2 separate regions of the Mus musculus genome follow, and region 1 is linked to region 2. Evidence: chromatin contacts called from public promoter capture Hi-C data. All regions are on one chromosome and are shown on one strand. Each heading gives the region's core, a stretch centred on a gene start, on an enhancer-like site or on the middle of the called end of the contact. The rest is flanking DNA. Distances are from core to core; before and after follow the strand shown. Region 1 holds the start of Psmc6 (proteasome (prosome, macropain) 26S subunit, ATPase, 6). Region 2 holds the start of Polr3a (polymerase (RNA) III (DNA directed) polypeptide A).

Evidence for each region. Promoter capture Hi-C pulls out the DNA fragments that hold promoters and counts their contacts.
Region 1: a contact with region 2 is called in a promoter capture Hi-C map of pre-B cells, with 2.4 times the contacts expected there. The contact joins the promoter of Psmc6 here to the promoter of Polr3a in region 2. A contact is called at or near these places in 1 of 39 promoter capture datasets (pre-B cells) and 1 of 484 Hi-C or Micro-C datasets (CD4 T cells).

The regions. Positions count from the first base shown.
Region 1 is chr14:45,327,496-45,331,893 of GRCm38.p6, reverse strand. Psmc6 (proteasome (prosome, macropain) 26S subunit, ATPase, 6) reads right to left here and starts at 2,070. Exons shown (of 14, transcript NM_025959.3): 1 at 1,962-2,070; 2 at 985-1,064; 3 at 868-907. The coding sequence starts at 2,046.
Region 2 is chr14:24,484,092-24,488,781 of GRCm38.p6, reverse strand. Polr3a (polymerase (RNA) III (DNA directed) polypeptide A) reads left to right here and starts at 1,724. Exons shown (of 31, transcript NM_001081247.2): 1 at 1,724-1,909; 2 at 4,260-4,395; 3 at 4,527-4,664. The coding sequence starts at 1,866.

The DNA of each region.
Region 1 (4,398 bases), core at 821-3,320, about 21 Mb before region 2:
GAAAAACAAAGTTAGAAAACAAATACATCTACATCTATGGTGAGTGTAGTTTTATGTCTGACCACTAAGAACAGTAAATACAAAATTTAGCTTATGTAAACAAAGACCAACTCCTTGTATTGTTGTCATTAGAATACTAGGCACTTCATGGCTATCCTGATGGGTTATTAAATAAAGGCACTTACTCCCAAGCTCATTGATCTTACTCAGGCCAATCTCTGGGTCCCATCTTACATGGCAGAAGCAGAAAAGCAACTCCCACAGTAGTCCTTTGATGCATGCACACACACATGCATACACATATACACATGAGTGCAGGGGACACAGACATAGAGACAGACACACATACATAAATAGATGAATTAAGAATTAGAAGGGCTGGAGAGATGGCTCAGCGGTTAAGAGCACTGACTGCTCTTCCTGAAGGTCTTGAGTTCAAATCCCAGAACCCACATGGTGGCTCACAACCATCTGTAATGAGATCTGACTCCCTTCTCTGTTCCTCTGTTCGCTGTCTGAAGACAGCTAAGTGTACTTACAAAGAACAATACATCTTTAGAGTGTGTGTGTGTATGTATGTATATACACACACACACACACACACATATATATGTATATATGTATGTGTATATGTATATATATGAATGAATTAAAACAGCCTTCCATAATGTCACACATGCCTAAAATTCCAGCACTGGAAAGCAAAAGGCTTGTGAGTTCAAGGCCAGTCTAGTCTACATAGGAAGCTGCATCCAGAGCTACATAGAAGTACCTGGCCTCAAAAATCAAAATAAAATGGGCATTTCAAAAGCTGGCAAAGAACTGGGGCTTTTTATTTTTTAATAATTAGTAAGTTAATCCACTTACATTTTTCTTCTGTTAACTGTTTTAGCACTTCACCTACAATCTGGAAAAGAAAAAAGGGGCATTACCTTTTGCCAATAGCTTAGAAATGGCAACATACTTTCAAACTTTATCACCTACCTGTCCAACACTTTGTAGTGCCTTCAAATCATTTTCAGACTTTTCATACTGCTTGGTAAGTTCTTTTAATTGTTCCCTTACTGAAATAATAAAATTTTGACATTTTAAATTAAACAACTGCATAAAATTTTTTACTTAGGTCTCTTTTACCTTAGGTTTCAAACCTACTGTTTCAAACCACAAAATAAGATTTTTTTTTCCAGTTTGTAGTGGATAGGTGGCATGTTTTAAAATGAAATGTAACAGAGAAAGTATCATATCTATTTTCTTGGTAGGAAATATTTTTAAGTTACATTTTTAACCGATAGTGACATCCTGCCACCTTCAGATTTGCTACAAAACTAAACGATAAGGTGAATCAAGCCTCCCATAGCTACACTAAGATCACCTGGCTTACTCTGGTTGTCCATACTAAATTAAGTCAACCAACGCAATTCTTCACCGAATCCTAGGCTGCGGTATTCTCTCATTTAATTAAATCACGCAGGGTTTTCAAAACGTGAATGTTCAGGGTATACAGAAAACTTGGTACTCAGTATGACGCCTGAGGGAAGACGAGAAAGGCTATTACAACCACTGAGCCCCCTTCTACCCCAAGTACAAGCCGCCTCCGTGAGTCCCGCGTCCGGCTGGAGCTTCTTTGACTCAAGCGTCCTCCCATCCCCGGGTCCCGAGACTCCAAGCCTGCCTTCCTGCACCCGGAATATGTCCCCAGCCCACTTGTACCTCACTCCTCTAATCTTCCCCTCTTCCACCTCAGAACTGTGGCTGTTCTCTATGCCACCGGACTGGGACTGGGGCCATACCCACGGCCGAGGCGGTGCTGCACCCCAGCGCGGGGCGGGATGACAAAGCGCCTCGTCCCTGGACTCGGGCCTTCCCAAGCCAGGCGCTGTTTTCGGGCTCAGCCGAAGCCTCCGCTCTATCAGAGACCGAAGCCGGTCCAGGCACTAGAGAGTGTGTCAAGGCTCACTCACGCTCCTTAAGACGGCCGTCAATCTCCTTGTGCTCTAGCAGCTTCTTGCGATAGTCCTGAAGCGCCTTATCTCTAGGGTCCGCCATGATGAGAAGCCGTCGCTCATAGGGGATGCCGGGAAGGGCCATGGCAGCCCGGGCGGGGGAGGGGGCGGGGCGAGGGCGCAGAGGCGGCCTGGGGCGGGACCGTGACTGGCTCCGCCCCTTCCGGCTGGCCCGCCTCTGGCTCCGGGCGCCGAAGTCAGTCACCTAGAGCGGCAGAAAGCCTCGAAAGCGCAGAAGATCGTCTCCGGTCACACTGTCCCCTGCAGGCCAGAGTGAGCAATGCCTGACTTAGCTACTGGCTGGCTCAATATTAAGTCACTGCTTTCTTAGAACGCCAAAGGATCTGTAATAAACTGAAAAGCAAGAGGAAATGACAAGATTTTTTTTTTTTTGAGACAGTGTCTTGTAATCCACACTGCCTTAGCACTCATTCTGCAGCGCTGGGCTTGAACTCTGGTCCTCCCCCCCCCCACCACCGGCTTCCTAGTGGAATTACAGGCAAACTCGAACATTCAGTATGTGCTGTGTGGAAATCGAATTCAGAGTCTCCGGCATGCTAAGCAAGAGCTTTCCCAACTGAGTCACATTTTCAAATTCAGCCTTTTTCTTTCCCAAATTATTTATTTTTATTTATGTGTTTATGTGTGTGCCTTAGTGTATACCTTAGGAGGGCAAGTGCTCACAGAAGCCAGTAGAGGGCATCGGATTTCTTGGCTCTGGAGTTACAAGCAGCTATGATTTAAAAAAAAAAATCTTATTTATTTTATGCATATAAATATCTTGCCTGCATGTATGTGTGTGCAGCACGTGTGTGCCTGGTGCTGGAGGAGGTCAGAAAAAACCACATGATTCCCCTGAAACTGGAATTATAGACGGTTGTGAGCCTCTATGTGGATACTGGGAACCGAACCCAGATCCTCTCCAAGAGCAACAAGTACGAATACCCTTTGAGCTATCTCTCTAGGCTCAGTGACTGTGTTCTTTTAAATTATTATTGACAGGCTGGGAGTGTACCTTTGGTAGAGTATTTGCCTAGCACACAGAAGCCCTGAGTTTATTAACCCCCAGCACCCTAAAACTGAATGAATGCACTCCACAAACACACAGAGATCTTTAGGAAGAGCCGGAAGCTCACATAACCAGTAAACCACTTTCCAGCCCAAAGATGCAGCCTTTTGATATCAATTGCATGAGCATAAGTAGGAAATTTTCAGTTACCCAATAAAGCACTGACCTGCTTGTAATCAGAATATTAGAAAATATTCTAACATGTAATAAGGAAATTAGAAATGATTTGAATAGGGGCCAGAGAGATGGTTCAGTGGGCAAAGGCGCGCTTGTCATGGAAGCCAGGTGACCTGAATTGGATTCATGGGACCCACTCAAAGTTGGCATGAGGTCCACATGCACAGATGCATAAATGATAATAAATCATAAAAATACCTTAATGTAGTAAATGCTACAATTGAAATAAAAGGATATTGTGGGATAAGGAGGAGAATAAATTTTGAACATGTCTGAGAGCAGAAGGGGCCCCATTATGCCACCACGTGGAGAGCCTTCTGAAGAGATTAAACAGCAAGTGCATGATTCTAAGGTAGCAAAGAGTTTGTCTCACTTCTATCAGAGAAAGGAGGCCAGCAGAACTGGAAGGAAATGGGCTAGAGATGTAGAACACAAGATAAAGTTTCTGCAGCGACCAAGGTAGGAACTTTGAAGTCTGCTAGGACTATCTCAGATCTCTGTGGTGGAGGGGTGGTGATATCTTGATGTCTTCATAAAATCAGCATAATTGTACATATGTAAAAAGGTTGTCATGGGTATTAAATAGACAATATAACTAAAGATGTTAATCCAAAATGTGGCATATGGTAATTGTATTCTTTTAAATTGTTATTCTCATGCTGGGAGTATAACATTGGTAGAATACTTGCCTAACGTACAGCTGAGTTTAACTCCCAGCACCCTAAAAAAAAATGAATATGCTTTACAAATACATGTACAGTTATGTGAATTAATGCCTAAAGTGACAGTCTTCCAAATTTTCTTGGAGAAAATGGTGTGGTTATTATGTGAATTTTCTGTTGTATTTTTTTTTTCTAAAACTGGCTTTTGAAGGAGACAATAAGTAAATAAAGTGACAGGGAGTGTCCTTTCTCCCACACTATTTTGATCAAGTGAGTAGGTTCATACCAATATATATCAATTCTGACATCAAGAAGAAAAGACAAGGCAGAATATAAAAGGCAGTCCAATTTATATGGCTCAGCAAAAATATATGCACGCAGAGGCTGGAGAGATAACTTAGCTGTTAAGAGCACAGGTTACTCTTCCAGAAGACCTGGGTTCCATTCCCAGCACCCATATGGTGGCTCACAATCGTCCCATAACTCC
Region 2 (4,690 bases), core at 475-2,974:
ACCAACATACCAACTAGGGTTACATAGAGAGAACCTATCTCAAAATATATTTTGGGTTTTTTTTTGTATGTGTGTGAATCTCTGATCTGACACAAAATAAGCTTTTAATATTGCCTGAACCAGAAGTTAATGCTTTGCATAAAGTGGAGCAAACATGAATTAACAGCATTATTCCAAGGGAAATACCCGAGTACAGGGCTTAGTGTGCAGAGGAGACCAACCTGCACTTCTGCCTGCACACACACAAACACACACAAGTATGTTAAGTCCCCAAAGCAGGCCCCCAAACGGCAGTGCTGACGGCACTATTTTAAAGTGATGGTCTGGACCCCACCAGACCTTGCTAGGAAACAGACTTAAAGCATTTCTCAGAAGCCCTTAACAGCTGGCTGAAGGCTCCTGGCTGTATCTGTCAGTCTCCTCCCTGCCCAACAGAGTTCTCATGCTAACCACCGGGATTTTCTGAGCTGGCCCCACTCCAGCCATATAAGTCCCTAAAACCTAGCAAGGCTTTGCTGCTGGGAGCTGTCTTCTACTGTTCTTAGTGGTGGCCTGGCAGTTGGTTTTGTTTTGTTTTGTTTTGTTTTGTTTTTGAGACAGGGTTTCTCTGTGTAGCCCTGGCTGTCCTGGAACTCACTCTGTAGACCAGGCTGGCCTCGAACTCAGAAATCCACCTGCCTCTGCCTCCCGAGTGCTGGAATTAAAGGCGTGCGCCACCACGCCCGGCTTCTGGCAGTTTTTAATAGACCGTTCTTTCTCTCCTTGGAGAGCTGAAGGGTTGGGTGGGTTTTTGTTGCATCTATTTACAAAACACACAATTCAAAACGAACCATACATATATATTACATATGCTGTGTAAGAATAAGCGTGTTTATATGTGTTTGTATATATGTTTGTACACAAGTATGTAAATAGATATGTAAATTTACTTATTTATACCAGGTGGGATGTAACTGAGCACTGAGAGTATGGAGACAGGATGGCAAATTCAGTACCCGTCGGGACTATATATGGAGAGCCTTTCTCAGGAAACAACAACAACAACAACAACACACACACACACACACACACACACACACACGCGCGCGCCGGTCCTTGTTTGATTTTTTTTTCTATTTGATGTAACTTTTTGACCTTGAGATTTAAAAAAAAAAAAACAAAACTGCGGGGCGTGGTGGCGCATGCCTTTAATCCCAGCACTCGGGAGGCAGAGGCAGGCAGATTTCTGAGTTTGAGGCCAGCCTGGTCTACAGAGCGAGTTCCAGGACAGCCAGGGCTGCACAGAGAAACCCTGCCTTGAAAAACAAAAAAACAAAAAAACAAAAAAACAAAAAACAAAAAACAAAAAACAAAAAAAAAAAACAAACAAAAAAAGCGGTCCATCCGTCTCTTCTGCTGTTTTTTTGTTTTTGTTTTTGTTTTTGAGACAGGGTTTCTCTGTGTAGCCCTGGCTGTCCTGGAACTCGCTCTGTAGACCAGGCTGGCCTCGAGCTCAGAAATCCGCCTGCCTCTGCCTCCCAAGTGCCGGGATTAAAGGCGTGCGCCACCACGCCCGGCCTCTTCTGCTGTTTTGAGAAACCCACCTGAAAAAGCCATTTTCCCCCACTGATCTGCGCGGCCTAGGTGCATTTTCGTGAAGGAGCCGCTAGATGGCGATCTAGAAGGAGGGCTCAAAGCAGCGTCTGCCAAGCCTCTCTTCATAAAGTCCGGCGGCGGAAGAGGAAGCGGCACGTGCGGCGCTCTACGGTGGCCGGGGAGGCTGCTGCAGCTTCCTTACTCCTAAATACCTAAGCACCCCGGGAAGGTGCGGCGACAGTGGTTTTTGTAGTCGCAGCTCCGAGAAGGGCGTCCGGCCAGCCGGCACCATGGTGAAGGAGCAGTTCCGCGAGACGGATGTGGCTAAGAAAATGTAAGGACGCCCCCGAAGGGGTGGGGGTGAGGTGGAGGCTGAGGTCCCGGGTCCCAGAGTGTCCCAGGAGAGGGACAGTTGTTAAGGGAGCGAAGAAAAAAGTTCCAGGATGGGATTTCAGATCCTGGGGTGGGGGGTGGGGGATCCGTGAGGTATAGCGGGGAAAGTGCAATGGACGGAACAGTGTCAGAACGGGCATTCTGGGCGAAGATGCCACCTCCTGAATCCCTGCGCTGATTACTCTCAGCGGACCTCTTCCTCTGGCACGAGGACACAGTTGTGTGCTGACTCAAGGTTGTCAGCTAGAAAGTGGCAGGCTCAGAAACCAAGCTGCTCTTCTGGGCTCTCTGTTTCAAAGCTTAATTATTAAGCCCTGGTTGTTTGATTTTTTTTTTTTTTGGCGGGGGGGGGGGAGGCTAAGGCGGATCTTTTTGCTTCTTCAACTTACATAAGAGAATGTACTGAGGACAGTGTTGTGCACTAAAGGTCCCGCAGAATGCAGTCTTTCTGCTTGGTCTGTTGTAGAGTAGACAAATCAGCCATGATTGTGGCAAATGCAACGACCAGCAGAGAGGAGACTGAGAGCACCAAGTAATGAATAAGTCTGGGCTCGGTGCAGACCAGGCTCCTTTTAAAACACGTACTGGAGGGACAAGGTAGACTGATAGACGTGAAGCAGGGGACTTACACTATGTGAGTCTTGCAAGGCGTGTCAGACTTTTGGAGTGTTTGGCCAGGACAGAGTTTGAGGCCATGGCAGGGATCTAGACTGGCAATGATGGTGACTTGAGCTGGGTCCAGGGCTCTGAGGTGGATGTGGGGACTTTGGAGAGAAGTGAACTTAAAGGGGCATAGGGCATAAAATGGAAGAGAGAAGCAGAGACAGAGGTAAGAAAAATGAGACTGGAGGAACTCTGTGTTACTGTTCACTGGGACAGGTGTCACCTGGGTGACCTCCGACTGTTCTCAGTCCACCATCTCAGTCCTTCACACGCACCCTATTCACATGAAAGGATCCTCACACAGCAGCCCAGGGATGCAGAGCCACAAGCCAATAGTTATGCCACTCAGGCCAAGGCAGGCAGTCAGGAGTTTGAAGCTAGCCCAAGCTACAGAGCAAGACCCTTCATTTCAGATGCAAACTAGATCTCTGTCACCTGGATCTTCCAGCAGCTCTTGGTAATGCTGACACTTGATTCCCTCCTAAATCCCAAGCCCTGGCCCCTGCAGGCCTTACTGGGCTCATCTTGTACCCTTAGCTGTCTGTGCCGCTTGCCTGTGATTCTCTGGTGATGCCCAGTGCCTGTGGGCCAAGGAATCTTTACCTTCTGCTTCCTATCTTCATTCTCCTATTTGCTCTGTCTGACTTAGAATTCAGCTGGAAGATCACCTTTGCAGAGAGGTGTTCTGACCAGACCCTGGTGTCCCATCAGACTGTACCATCATCCCATGTTATTTTAATTCTCTCTATCTTTTATGAACAGTTAGTGCTCCTACCCCAACTCCAAACAGATAAAGTCTTTTATTCAAAGCAGCACAGTATCTCTAGATGAACTCTTTGTCCATGTAAGTTGTTACTTGCTTGTGTTTCTTAGAAAATGGCAAAGGGGAGGAAGCCTGCACACGTTTGATCTAGATGTAACTTTTCAGATATTCTGAGTTGGAGATGCCCATGCCCAGTCAACTAGAGGTGGCTGACGTAAAGAGATTTCGAAGACGTCTATATATACAAACAAAGGGCATCCCTGGGAGGATTGTGCAATGAAGAGGAGGAAGGGTGGCACCCAGAATGGTGGGGGGGGGGGGTGTCCAATATGCAAATGATAGCAGTGGAAGAAGATACCTCAAAAGACCCAAAAGGACTAAATGAAGACAGTAAAGGAGAGTATAGGCCGGGTGGTGGTGGAGCACGCCTTTAATTCCAGCACTTGGGAGGCAGAGGCAGGCGGATTTCTGAGTTCGAGGCCAGCCTAGACTATAGGCTACACAGAGAAACCCTGCCTCAACCCTCCTCCTCCCCCCAAAAAGGAGAATATACTGAGAGGAGAGGGGCACTGAAGGTGTAGGGAACCTGAAAGCAGAGATAAGGAAGCAAGTCCAGACTGAGAAAGATAGGTTCATCACTAGCTTGCCCACCAAGGGAGTGACCTTGAGAGCAATAACGTCTCATGAGGGAAAATTGAAACTCTTTCCCGTAGGATAAAGGGTTGAAGACCCAGTTACTAAACTCTGTCTGGGTCTGGTGGAACGAGCCTGTCCAGGAGTCAGAGGGCAGGGTGGTTTTGGTTGTGTCCATGTGTGCCTAGATCCATGGGCTTTGATACCTTTCTCTGGTTTGTTCCCACTGCAGAAGCCATATCTGTTTTGGAATGAAGTCCCCTGAGGAGATGCGCCAGCAGGCACATATCCAGGTTGTCAGTAAGAACCTGTACAGCCAAGACAACAACCACGCCCCCTTGTTGTATGGAGTGCTTGACCATAGAATGGTAAGGCCCTGTCCCTCCCAGTGTTCCACAGTTGACACGTGAAATCGTTGGTCCCAGCTGGCTGTGAGTTAGGAAGATTGGGCCCCTTTCTTGTGCTCTCCACCAATGGCTGGGTGTTCTTTCCTCCAAAGGGTACGAGCGAAAAAGATCGTCCTTGTGAGACCTGTGGGAAGAACTTGGCGGACTGTCTCGGCCACTATGGCTACATTGATCTCGAGCTACCGTGCTTTCATGTCGGGTACTTCAGGGCTGTCATTGGTATCTTACAGGTGAGCGAGGGGTCAGGGACACTGGA